Linked DNA regions of Mus musculus: all the other regions are linked to region 2. A link is a contact called in public ChIA-PET and HiChIP or PLAC-seq data. All regions are on one chromosome and are shown on one strand. Each heading gives the region's core, a stretch centred on a gene start, on an enhancer-like site or on the middle of the called end of the contact. The rest is flanking DNA. Distances are from core to core; before and after follow the strand shown. Region 1 has its middle 25 kb from the start of S1pr1. Region 2 has its middle 45 kb from the start of Dph5. Region 3 has its middle 84 kb from the start of S1pr1.

What was found. ChIA-PET counts read pairs in DNA pulled down with a chosen protein or histone mark. HiChIP or PLAC-seq counts read pairs in DNA pulled down with a chosen protein or histone mark.
Region 1: a contact with region 2 is called in an RNA polymerase II ChIA-PET map of effector CD8 T cells, with 5 times the contacts expected there. The contact joins two enhancer-like sites. A contact is called at or near these places in 3 of 484 Hi-C or Micro-C datasets (CD8 T cells, hematopoietic stem and progenitor cells and liver), 20 of 115 datasets of contacts at active chromatin or transcription factors (the 230-238 cell line, CD4 T cells, CD4 single positive thymocytes and 10 more) and 2 of 9 other capture datasets (adipose tissue and liver).
Region 3: an H3K27ac HiChIP or PLAC-seq map of regulatory T cells shows a contact between it and region 2, with 6 times the contacts expected there. The contact joins two enhancer-like sites. A contact is called at or near these places in 8 of 484 Hi-C or Micro-C datasets (CD4 T cells, CD8 T cells, Th1 cells and 1 more), 10 of 115 datasets of contacts at active chromatin or transcription factors (CD4 T cells, CD8 T cells, Th17 cells and 6 more) and 1 of 9 other capture datasets (liver).

The regions. Positions count from the first base shown.
Region 1 is chr3:115,688,268-115,692,547 of GRCm38.p6, forward strand. No RefSeq gene overlaps it. Among named protein-coding and RNA genes, the nearest start is that of S1pr1, 25 kb to the right of the region's middle. Within about 2 kb of position 1,339, at least 141 of the 459 cell types and tissues checked have an H3K27ac peak or open chromatin away from gene starts, as enhancers often do. A contact at or near this core is called in CD8 T cells and effector CD8 T cells, where this site is marked.
Region 2 is chr3:115,930,814-115,935,295 of GRCm38.p6, forward strand. It overlaps a transcript of Dph5 not described here. Among named protein-coding and RNA genes, the nearest start is that of Dph5, 45 kb to the left of the region's middle. Within about 2 kb of position 2,953, at least 27 of the 459 cell types and tissues checked have an H3K27ac peak or open chromatin away from gene starts, as enhancers often do. A contact at or near this core is called in CD8 T cells, Th1 cells, effector CD8 T cells and 4 more, where this site is marked.
Region 3 is chr3:115,796,784-115,801,261 of GRCm38.p6, forward strand. No RefSeq gene overlaps it. Among named protein-coding and RNA genes, the nearest start is that of S1pr1, 84 kb to the left of the region's middle. Within about 2 kb of position 2,693, at least 63 of the 459 cell types and tissues checked have an H3K27ac peak or open chromatin away from gene starts, as enhancers often do. A contact at or near this core is called in CD8 T cells, Th1 cells, memory CD8 T cells and 3 more, where this site is marked.

The DNA of each region.
Region 1 (4,280 bases), core at 89-2,588, 240 kb before region 2:
CAATTAGTGATCAGGGGAGGAGGTCCCATTGTGGGTGGTGCCATCCCTGGGCTGGTAGTCTTGGGTTCTGTAAGAAAGCAAGCTGAGCAAGCCAGGGGAAGCAAACCAGTAAAGAACATCCCTCCATGGCTTCTGCATCAGCTCCTGCTTCCTGACCTGCTTGAGTTCCAGTCCTGACTTCCTTTGGTGGTAAGTAGCAATGTGGAAGTGTAAGCTGAATAAACCTTTTCCTCCCCAACTTGCTTCTTGGTCATGATGTTTGTGCAGGGATAGAAACCCTGATTAAGACAATAACAAAGCATGGGGATGGTGTATGATGACAATTTCCTTAAATTTCCTCTTGTCTCATTTAGCTACTACTCCATTAGAGTGCTTATTTCACGACTCTTCCTGATCCTTTCCCCCCCACCCCACCTTCCCACCACCACCAAAGGAAAAGTCTAAACTTACTACAGGATTCATGATTTAAGGATTCAACATATTTCAGTATTTCATGTCATTAACAGGGTTTGAGATTTCAAATTACAAAACTTGCACAGGTTTTGAGTGATCTGTCCTCTAGTTTAATTTCCCCATAAACAGTTATTCTTAGTGCAGAAAGGCATGAATTATCCTATACCTTTGCATTAATATTAAGTCAGAATGTGCTTGAATAGCCAAGTGACCCAACTATATAATATTATAGTGAATTAACTGCACATCAGAAGCTGCCTAACATCAGCTAGGACTACATAGCAAGAGGTGTCATTTTTAAAACGTGCTCAGCCCTAAAATCATATACATACATTATACAGACTAAGCAGATTGTGTTTGTATATTTAGAAGTATATGGATATGTACATATGTATGTGTCAACAATTAAAGAGAAAGAGCCAGAGACCGTGAATTTGAGGGAGTGGAAGGGCAGCACATGGGAGAGGTTGGCGAGAGGAAAGGAAAAGGAGAAAACAATGTAATTATACTTTAATTTCAAAAATTAAAAATTAAACAAAAGAACTATAAAACTTGATGTCATATAGATAAATGATGGCTGCAAGAAATAAAATAAGTTGACTATGAAAAAGAGAAGAAAAACAGAAGTGTAGATTCTAAAGGAAACAATAGCACAAAGGAATGGGGAAAATTAGCTGCAAGAAACAAACCGAAGGGCAGAAGAGGAAGTGTTAAGTTAGCACAGGAAAATAGCTGGAACCAAAATACTCCGAAGACCTCTGCTGCTAGCTCTTTTGAGTTTTTTGGTTTTTTGTTTTTTTAAGTGGCTGGCTGAGATGTGAGTCTTCCCGTTTCCTGACTTGCAATGCCCGCCTTCTTTACCAACACTGAGATCACAAAGGCTGTCAGCAGACCATGAGTCAGCGCTGCGAAGAGAAAAGGCATCAAAGACTGACCCTTACCAACCCAGTTCCTCTGTCTTCCATTCAACACAGCGGATTGAAAAGCAGACACAAGTCATGGTTTCAAAACCAGTCCGAAATGTTTAAGTTTCCAGTTTAGAGTCATTACAGCATAACTCAGGTCACCTGACATCTTCTTCCAGAGTTCTCCAAGTGTTGTTTGTGACAACGGCTTGCAAGTCAGCAAAGCCAGAATTCCAGTCCCCACCATGGCAATGACTAGCTTGGGAACTTCAAACAATAAACTTTTTAATCCTCACTTTCTTTCCCCAGCAGAAGAGATTCCAAGGATAAAGAACTTCCTCAGTCTGTAAGCAATGCCTCAAAGATTACACAGCAGTAAAGACCATGGAAAGGATTGAACACACAAAGATACACAGAATGAAGGAGTGAGAGTCCTGGTGAAAGGAGCCAGCGGAAGCTAGGTGGGTGGCACAGGAGGGAGGTAAAAACAAAAGGAGTTCAAGGTGATCCTCAGCTACCCAGTGAGCTCAAGTTCAACCTGGCCTGTGAGAGAGAGTCTTTCTCAAGCAACCAAACAACAATAAGAGTGTTAGAAGAACAAAGAGACAGGGATTCAGTGTGCATTGTGTATATCAATAGACCTGCCTGTGTGTGTGTGTGTGTGTGTGTGTGTGTGTGTGTGTGTGTGTGTGTGTGTGTGTGTGTTTTACCATAGGGGATTTCAAAAGAAAAAATTTAAACTTTGTTTGTTTGTTTGTTTGTTGACAAAGCCTCACGCAGGTCAGAACTCTGACCGTCCTGCCTTTACCTCTTGGGTGGTAGGCAGTTTACAACAGGTTGTTGATTAAAACCAAGATTTCCTACATGATAGGCAAGCACTTTTCAAAATCTTAAGTGGGGAGCTTGAGAGAACTCAGCACTTGCTTGTCTTCCAGAAGACCCAAGTTTGGTTCCTGGCACACATGTAAGACAGATTAAAATTTAAGTTTTAAAATTTAAGCTGCAGGCACCTGTACAACAAGAGGGTGTTGGGGATTTTAAAGTTACTTTCCCTTCCAGGGCAGGCATGGGAGTACAATGGGAACAAAAGTTCACTAACATCACATTGCCCAGGGAATTTCTTCTATGTGATGGAAACTTCACTGTCAGGTCAAGTAAAATTCAACAATCCTAGTTTTTCAAAGGTCTAACATCTTGGTTTTCTACTTGATGAAACTTTAGCATACATGACTCCTTATTTATTCATTTGTGTGTTTGTTTGTTCATTTGTTTGTTGTTGCTATTGTTGTTTTGAGAAAGGGTTTTTGTGTGTGTGTAGCCTTGGCTGTCTTGGAACTTCCTCTGTACACTAAGCTGGCCTCAAACTCAGAGATCAACCTGCTTCTGCCTCCCAAGTGCTGGTAAAGGCCTATGTCACCATAATGAGCTTCCACTTCGATTTTTAATGTGAACCAAAGCTCTCCCCGCCCCCCCCCCAAAGCTATTCCTATATACATACAAAGCTGTTTAGAACTTCTCTATAGGGCAGAATGTTGACGATCCAGAATCCAATTGTCTTGGGCTGCCTTTAGTCCCCTAAGAACCATGTATTGCCCACTACTGACCTATCATCCTCGTGACTGTTGGGTAGATGCTTTTTGGAATGTATTGCAGACCACTAACTGCACCAACTCAATAAGCAAAGGGATGACTTAAAATCGTGCACTCTGCCACCATTCCACATCCCTGCACAAGCAATAGAAGTTCCAGGACCACCAATATCTATTTATAGTCAGGCCATCTAAAGCTGCTCAACAGTGGGTTTCTAGAAGCCCACAGCCACAGTTTTACAACAGTGGTAAAAAGTTAAAATGTAAAATATGTTACTCCTTTGCTTCTTGGGTAAGATTCTTTGCAATAGTCTGCCTTAGGCAATGGTTTGCCCAGAGGAAAACTTGAGCTAACTCCAGTAGAACAGGAGACAGATCAATGTCCTACTTCAAACTTTCCAAAAGCCAAGTTTCACACACACTTGGTAAAGGGATTTCTTGAGCATTTCTATGAAGCAGTTGTCTTAGAGACTTCACAGGGTTTTTACTACAGGGAAGTGTGGAGGGGCAAGGAGGGAAGGCCACCTACTCGTCACTCAAATTTACTCGGGTGAAAGCTGTATGAAGACATGATACAAAAGCTTGCCCTTTGTGGGCTGGTTAGTAGTTTGAGGCTAGTCTGGGCTATGTAGTAAGATCATGAATCAAAAATAATCAAGCAAAGTACACACACACACACACACACACACACAAAGAAAAAGGAAGAAAGAGGGAGAAGGAGAGGGGAAGAAAGGGGAGAGGAGAAAAGAGGAAAGGAAGACTTGCTAATTGTTAATCTGAAGAATTGTGAAGCGTGTGTGTGTGTGTGCGCGTGTGTGTGTGTGTGTGTGTGTGTGTGTGTGTGTGTGTGTGTGTGTAATTGTTATGAGACACTAATGGTGAAGGTTGTCTAATTGTTACCTCTCTAGCCCTTCTGAGGTTGGCCCAGGAAAGGAAAGTTTTGCTCTGAAGGCCCAACAGTTGTCACTATTGAAAAATCTCCCTAAAGACACTGAACAGGGATGGCCCAGTGTGCAATAGGCTCCCTTTCAAACCTAGGGATGGAGAAACTCCTTTGAGGTTCCTCCAGGCAATAGCGAACCGTCTCTTTACCACTCAAAAAACTCTGCTTGCTTAACACAAAAACTAAACATCAGAAGATGCACAAAAGAGGGATCCTCAAAAGCACTAATTAGCGAAGTCTGAGGTGACTGGACTGCAGCGGACACCAGACAGACTTCCTATATCTCCAGCCCAGAGCAGACAGAAAGAAGGCCATGTCTGTCAGGGCCCAACTGCTGAATTTTGACCAAACCCAACTAGAGAACCCCAAATCACACCCACACAACAGAAA
Region 2 (4,482 bases), core at 1,703-4,202:
CTAGACTCTGCCACTTTAGAACTGTGCATGGATGGAAAGCAAAGGTGTTTTTATGAGTGCAGACAATGAGTCTTGTCATCCAAGAACAAAAAGAAAAAGCAAATTGGCCGAAGTACAGAGGAAGAGAAATTTTTCCAACCTGAGGAAGACTAAAATTAAAAAAAATTAATCAGAATTGTAATGTCATGGGGGCAAGATCAAGTCATTTTTAAAATCTCCACACTGGTGGACAGAAAATGACTGCATGTGTGTGTGCAAGTGCATGTGTGTGCACTCACGCATACACACGTGTGCATGTGCCAGTGCCTGTTTAGAGGTGACAGGACAGCTTCTAGAAGCAGGTTGTGGGGATTGAGCTCGGATTGTTAGGTTTGGCAGCGAGCACTTTTACCTGGTGACCCACCTCAGCAGCTCCAATATCAAACAGTTTTAAAAAGCATGTCGGGCCAGGCAGTGGTGGCGCACACCTTTAATCCCAGCACTTGGGAGGCAGAGGCAGGCGGATTTCTGAGTTCGAGGCCAGCTTGGTCTACAGAGTGAGTTCCAGGACAGCCAGCAGGGCTCTACAGAGAAACCCTGTTTTGAAAAACCAAAACCAAACAAACAAAAACCAAAAGCATGTCGGTAATGAGATGTGAGAGCGAGGGAGGGAGCAGAGTAGAGCAGAGCAGAGCAGGTAGAAATGACAGCTAAAATTTCCTCATTTGGTAAACATCAATACATTGATCCAATATACTCAGTGAACTACAAGCAAAATAAGTAGGAAATTCATACCTGTCAGTTAAAACTGAGAAAAGTCAAAGTTAGCTGGAAAGCAAGCAAAAATGCTTGTAGGATTAGAGCTTACCAAATGTAATTTGAAATTAAAATTTAGGTTTGTTTGTTTGTTTGTTTCTCAGCTTGGCAAACCTGCATGTAATTTAACCTCAATGTAAATGAGTTAAAGAATGAAAACTTCACCAGTACTAAGAGATGATCAGTGCTGGAGTCCCAGGGTTGAGACAGAGACCGGAGAAAGGAGTGCACATTTGGTGTTTCTTTAGCAGTTGAGCTCTTTATTGGCTTTGGCTGTCTTGAAGTTTGGTCTCGATTTGCTTTGGCTCTTGCAGTGCCGGGGTAAAGGAAGTTAGATCACACAGCTTTGGCCTTGTGTGTGTTAGGCACGGATTTTACCATGCTGTTGCCCATAGCTAGGTGTCAATGTATCAACAGAAAGATTCAGTGAATCGCCTTGATAGTAACACTGCTGTCACCAAGAATTCCTTCTCTCTGTCCCTTTGCCCGTTGCCCTAACTGTTGGAAACCAGTGATCTATTCTTCTTCAAGAGCTTTGCCTTTTTGAGAAGGTCAAAAATATGAGACTGGCTTCCATAAGCTCGGTGTTCTGGATATTCATGCAGACTGTCCCAGGTATCAAGAGTGTGTCCCTTTTTTACTGGTTAGTAGAGGTCTCCGCATGGAGAGACTGCAGTAGTCATGATAATTGCTAAAGCATTCACATCGAAGCTTTTGTGTGGTTGTTCTAGAAGAGATACCCAAGAATGGGATTTCTGGTTCAGATGATAGTAATACATTTACTTCTGAAGGAAACTACCTGTTTACTGGCCTAGCGAGATATGTTTGTTGGTGCAATAGTGACATGAATATTATAGGGCTAACCAATCACTTTCTGACTGGATTTAAGGCCTGCTCCACAGGAGAAACCGATCTGGAGAGCTCATACATCCCAGGAGTGAATCTGCCACTATTTGCTAAATAGGTACAATATCAAAGTACATTCTAAGTAGCTATTTCTATACCCACAGGCAAGTGTAACTCTCAGGTCTCCTCAGACAAAAGTCCTTGTGTAGTGCATGGTTAATACAGAGATTCGCCACTGGCCAAAGTGCGAAGACACGTATGTGTGGAGCTCTCAGCCATACATGGGACATCTGTATTATACAACCACCCTGCCAAGGCTCAGGGAACGTAGAGAAAGAGGGAACAAAAACATTATTCAAAGAGCCAGAGATAGGAAAGGATCAGAGTGAAACTGTCTTTTAGACATAAGCACTGAACCTCTGAGTTTGTGGTGGCTGTGGTCAACCTTCCAGCATGGACCAGAGAGGAGCAGATGAGCCTCACCCCAGCTTAAGAGTGATCGGATAGCCATGGCCGACCAGAGGAGGGAGACTGAGTTTGTCTAGGAGTGTAGTTCCTGGTGGGTTGCCCATGCTCCAGTAGGAACGACATACAAATCAGACTCTGGTTATAAGAGGCAAACAGAAGGCAAGCTGGGAAGGGTTGTGGTGAATGTCCACCGGAGCTGAAGGTGCAGAGCGGGAGCCAAAGTTGCTCAAATACATTGTATGCATTTATGCAGTGCTGAAAAATTAATATATCTTTCATTGTGAAGATCAGTCTGGTTGCATAAAGGAATTCCTAGAGCATTGGATGTGTGGTCAAATGTTAAATCCATGTTGAGTGTATTGAGGGTATTTACAAAAGATCCACTGAAGGAGGGAACCCTATCCTCAATAGGGACAGTACCGTAAACCTGAGGTCAAGACCAAACAACGATGGGGAAAGGAGAAAGCGAATACTCCAACACCAGCATCTTCCTCTCTTTTTCCCATCCACCAATAGGTGAGCAACCCACCCCATGCCGCCAAGGACAAGGAGCTGGTTCTGCCACAGCGCCACCACACCGTGTAAGCCAAATAGAACCACCCCCTTCTTTACATTGCCTACTTGAGCAATGACGAGAGTGACTCAACACTGCCCAAATGACCTCCAAACTGGCCTTTTCTTTCTGCGTTCTCACAGTATCACACGTGAGTTCTCATTGTTCGTCTCTTACAGGTCAGCTCTGGAGAGATTGACTGCCTCTGTCTCGCTCTCCCCAAACACTGCTAGCGGAAGACTAGATGTAAGGTTGTTTATAAAGGATGTCATTTGCCACCCTCTCAGATCACAGATTGTAGTAAAATGCAACTTCAACTCAGTTCCTGTATGCTCATTGCCTTTTGGAGACAGGTGGCACAGCGCCCCACCCTTTTGACCTTTTTAGTTTTGGGGCAAATGTTAAAAAGAGGTAGTGTGCTTCCTTCGCTTCTTTTTGAAGCTGTTTGCTTTCTAGCTCCTCCACTTTTCCCGTACATGATAGCAGAACTTTACTGGCACTGCAGTGAGGCCCGTGGGAGTTTGACTGCAAGTCTTCCATATGGTGTGGATAGTCTGGAGTTTATCCCATGTGGGAAGAATACAGCCATTCTTCAAATATCTCTTTTGCACTGAATGCTTTATCCTCTTTCTTGATCTCTGATGAATCTGAGAATAGGAGTGTCGGACATTGCTTATCCCACAGTCGCTGAGCTGTGTTCTGTTTCTGTAGTTTCTTTCTTGAAATGGTTTTTGTGTTCTGAATGGGTAACTTTTCCTGATCTGTCTTCACGGTTATTGACTCTTGCTTCTTCTATACTGCTATTGAGTTCATTTGATATGCTTTTAAATTTTTTCTTATTGTCCTGAATTTTCATCTTTTTTAAAAAATAAAATTTTGATGTGCATACATGTGCTATTATGTGAGTTATCTGTAGGAGACCACAGGGACAGAAAAGGATGTCAGATCTGCTAGAACTGGAGTTACAAACCACTCTGAAGCCATCCTATAGGAACCAGTCCTGGGTTCTCTTGAAGAACAGTAGCTGTTAGCCACAGAGCAAGCTCAGCCCTAGTCTCCAATTTCTTTCATTAGTCTTTGTTGCAGGGTTATTTGTTACTGTGCAGTTGTGTGTTTTCATAGTGGCTACATCAAGATCTTTATTAGCTTACTCCAAAGCTCACGTGGTTACAGCACTTGTTCAACTCCCCTGGGATTTAAACTGGACGTTCTGGATATCATATATTAGGTCCTAAGTCCTCTAAAACTCTGTGGTGAAGTCAGCCGTTCTGTTCTCAGAAGCAAGCAACGTGGTGAAGGGCAGGGTGTGAGTGCTTGTCTGTCCCTTCTGTACACTGGTCAAAGACCGCAGGTCTGGCCCCGTGTAGTTTGTTCTACTTAGTCTGGAACTTGGGGAGTTGGATAGGGCTTTTTTAGTTTGCTAAGTAGGATCAACATCAAAGCATTAATGAGTTGAAGGTGATCCTTGGAGTTCATAAATTACTCACATGGTTCTTCTGGGCTCTGTGCCCCTCAGTCTCGCCCTACCCCACGGTACCCTGGGCTCCCTTTCCCCATCCCCAGCCAGGAGCCTGGCAGTCTTACTACTCTTCAGTTCATCATCTCCTGAGTGGGACTGCACCCTCACCTATGCAGGAGAGAGATTAGTTGTCTTTTTGAAGCCATAGCTTTTCCAATAAAAACTAAAATCTGCTCTTTCCAGGAGTTGACACTTCTGTTGGTTTCCGTAGCTGCTGGCTATCAGCCACCACAGTGCTGTGTCCGACAAGTCTCAAGCTAACAGATGTGTTAACTTAGCCTTCTGGAGTCTTCCTAAGCCA
Region 3 (4,478 bases), core at 1,443-3,942, 130 kb before region 2:
TAACTGTGATAAAGTACTTTGCACATCATGGACAGGTCTGGTCAATGTGCAACTGAATCTAGAAATGGAGTGTCTTAGTTAGGTTTTTACTGCTTTGAACAGACCCTATGACCAAGGCAACTCTAATAAGGACAACATTTAAATGAGACTGGCTTACAGGTTCAGAGGTTCAGACCATTATGATCAAGGAAGGAACACGGCAACATCCAGGCAGGCATGGTGCAGAAGGAGGTAAGTTCTACATCTTTATCTGAAGGCTGCTAGCAGAATACTGGCTTTCAGACAGCTAACATGAGGGTCTTAAAGCCCACACCCACAGTGACATACCTACTCCAACAGGGCTACAACTTCTAATAGTGCCACAACCTGGGCTGAGTATATACAAACTATCACATGGAGATAAAGTAGGGACCAAGAAAGAAAGTTTTGAGTGATTAGTGTATAGTGAAGCCGTCAGGCTGAGGTCTTTGCCTGTGTGCCAGCTGAGAAGGGAGTGTCAGGAACAGATCAGTTGGATCCACTGGTAGCTGCGAATGGAATTATAATAGTGTGATAAAAGTGATGCCTTAAGAACCTGGGAAAGAAAGATTTTAAAAGCCACTGGCTTCAAACTTGCACATTACATAAGTAAAGAATGAAAATGATCTGTTGAATCTGGTTCCCTGTGCAGTCACAAGCTACTAATGCTCATACCGTCATGGCCGCTGACAGTCTAGAGCACTGGTTCTCCACCTTCCTAATGCTGTGACCCTTTAATACAGTTCCTCATGTTGTGGTGGCCCCTAACCATAAAATTATTTTGGTTGCTATTTTGTAACTGTAATATTGCTACTTTTATGAATCATCATGTAAATATTGGATGTGCAGGATATTGATATGCTAGCACAAAGGGGTCACGCCCCCCCCCCCCCCGGGTAAGAACCATTGGTCTAGAGGAACCAGGAAAAAAGGATCAAGCAAGCATCAGTTGTTTGTTCATCAAAGTTTAAGCAGAAGGAGAAATTCAGGGTACACGCTTTTTAAAACGCACTTGCTTTTAATCACTTGAGCTTGTTTATATGCTCAGGTGGGGAAGCTAAAGACAGGACAGAAGCATGAAAAGAGATGGCTGATGGATTTTGGTCCCATGGAAAGCAAGAGAGAAAGAGAAGCAGAACACAGGGGGTTGGATTAGCCTTGGCTGTGTAAAGCGAAGCTGAAGTTCCCAGCCATGGAATGGAAGAGACAAGGTCATTGCCTGGCAAGATGTCCTCAGATGTTGGGGGAAGAGGAAACTTTGTGAAGTAGGATTAAAGGGTGTCCTTGAGAAAATCCATACGGTAATGCCCTGCAGTGTACATTGAGTGAGGTAAGAGATAAAGTTAGGAAGAAACACCTTGGTGGGCAGGAAGTTATAAGGAGAAGGATTGGAAAAGAGAGAGGAACGCAGCTCCATCATATTCTTTGAAAGTCAATTAGAAGCCACACATTTCTTCTGATGAATCCTGCTTGACAGTGCTGATAAAATGAGGATTTAGAGTTAGCACAACACATCAAAGTTCTCTATAGACAAAATTGAGGTCAGCATCAACTTACCTCGTTTATATTTGTCTTTGGACACCATATGCATAAAGCTGTCGTAGGATGCATATACCCATGCACACAAAGGAGCCGCCTCAAAAATCCTATATAAACCAGGAATACATCAAATGTTTCTGCCATTTCCAGACAGGATCTCATTGTGTAGCGTTACAGAAACCTCAAATCTTTGTACTTGGTATTCCTGAGTGCTAACATTACTGATGTGTGCCAGAATACCTGGCTAGATAAGAATATTTAGCCACTTATGAAGAGTACAATTCATTAATATAAAACACAATTCATTTACATTGTGCTACTGTCAATATCAAATAATATTAGTGAATTTTTAGCATGCGACATTAAAAGTGTGTACCCACGGGGAAGCACCTCCAAATTACCCATGACTTCCACTTTCTGGTAACTGACATTCCATTTCCACTTATATAAGTGGCATCATGCAATATTTGTTCTTTGTGTCTACTTTACTTCACTTAAAATAAAATCAGTTTTGTAACTCCTGGGAGGGATAGGAAAAGTTCACAGAGAAGTGGGATTATAATTGGGAACTGAGAGATGTAGGGGTACACCGTGCAGATCCACAGTGGCATCCCACTCTGACGTGAGAGAGCCCAGTGATAGCAGCGAACTTAAAGATACATTTCAGCAAGTCATAGAGGATGCACCACCAGGGAAGCTCAACTGAAGAAGAACCAGCTAGGGAAGATAATGCTACCCAAACCCAGGAGTGAAGAGCCAAGTGGGATGCTGAGAGAGCGCCAAACGCTCTGCTGGGCTAGAATGAAAGGTGCCCTGGAAACTGCTGAGGTGGTAAATATAGAACAGATTGGGGTGAATACAGCCAATGGTCTGTTTCTCCCAACTATTTAGCAGAATTGCCTTGAAAATAAAACATGCCTATGGAGCTGCTCTCCAGAAACCTACAGAAGACCTCGAATATCCCTCCATGGTTTTCCTATGCTTGCCGGGTTTCAGGAGGCACACATGTATCTCAGCAGCGCCTGGGAACCGTTTAACTGCAGCCTGTGTTTTAAGAAGGCGACGGCTAGGTAGTATGTTGAGGTTACCAAGAGAAACTACTTGAGGTTTAGAAGCAATGAAATGAGGTTCTGGCTACTTCCTCCCACATGTTACCCAAGAGTGGGTAGTGATTAAACATCTTGTCACACCTACTACCCATTCTGGTGAACTTGAACCAAACCACCGGAGGCTTTTAAGCAGAGCAATGAAGTTATCAGAGTGCCGTGGGAAGGGCAGTTCTGGCAGCCATGCTGGGCAGGCGGCAACCGATCAGGTAGCAGGTATCCAGAAGAATGCAGAGATGAAGTTCTGCCAGTGTTTTTTAGCCTTCTTAATGCCGCAACCCTTGAATACAGTTCCTCATGTTGTGGTTACCCCACAACCATAAAATTGTTTTGTTGCTATTTCATAACTGTAATTTTGCCTGTGTTATGAACCATATTGCAACTATCTGGTATGTGATACTTAGGAGGTGGCGACCCACAGACTGAGAACTGATTCTCTAAAGGCTTGTCATGTGGTGCTGGTGGAGGGGCTGGTGAAGAGGGAATGCTAAAAATCTTCATAAAAACAAAAAAATCTAGTACCAATAAGATCTTGAAAAATGTCTGTACAGCAGGAACTCTGGGGTAGCCACTGGCTTAGGGGCAGGGACTGGATACTTATAGGACCATCAGATATGTTATGTAGATTACTCCTTGCATAGCTTATGGGAAGACTTAGCACACTAGTATATACAAACTAACTGATAGGGTCATTCGAAGTTCAAACATATCCAGGAACGGTGGTAGCAAGTACTAAGGTAATCTTAGCACTTGAGAAATAGAGGCAGGAAGATCACAAGTCTAATGTCACTTTCAGCTCCATAATCATTTAAAAGGTAGCCTGACCTGTATGAGACCTTGTCTTAAAAAACAAACAAACAAACAAACAAACAAACAAAAACAAAACAGAAAGGAAAGAGGGTGGTGGCACACACACACAGAGACAGACAGACAGACAAAGACAGAGACAGACAGGCAGAGACAGAGAGACAGAGACAGCGAGAGACCCAGAGACAGTTAGAGAGAGAAACAGAGAGAAGCACACAGAGAACCACAAAGAGAGAAAAAGACAGACAGACACCATCGGGGGTGGTGGGAGAGAGCACAGAAACACACACAGAGAAACAGACAGACAGAAAGACATAACAGACAGACAGACAGGCAGGCAGGCAGGCAGACACAGACACACTACATACACAAACAGGCACACATGCGCACACACTAAGACACAAACAGACACACCACACACATACACAGACACATACACAGAGAGGCAGACAGACCAACAGACAGACAGAAGACAGACAGAAAGACAGAGACAGAGGAGGGGGGAAACGGAGAAAGGCAGAGAGATATGAGTCTTCCTTATAAGAACACTTAGATGCTGCAAACTTTAACCCAGTGAAAAGTAACGTGAGGAGTAATAATTATTTAGAATGCTACAGTTTCACTAAAAAGACAAACCCAAAAGTCAGTTGTTTTCCTTTTAGGCGTTTAATGTCTTCTGTAGTTTTAAAAACAACAGCTTATGAACATAGAAGTCTTATTTTCCCCTGTTCATCATCATATTTTTGGTTTATCTGATCATAAAAGGGTGTGGTTCTCCATCCACAGCAACCGCGAAGCAGCCTGAGAAAGAGCAGCCCCGGGTGGGAAAGCTCTTTTAAGCACACAGCAGTAGGTAGCAGTCAAGAAGAAGCTAGCCAGTGCTCTTACACTGACAATGTAAACACTGATAACTGAGCTCAAAGTGTCCTCACCAGCACTTCGCCTGCATTTCTTATCCTGTCATTCATGAAGATGAGACATAGCCTTTCTTTTCTTGAATAAAAGTTT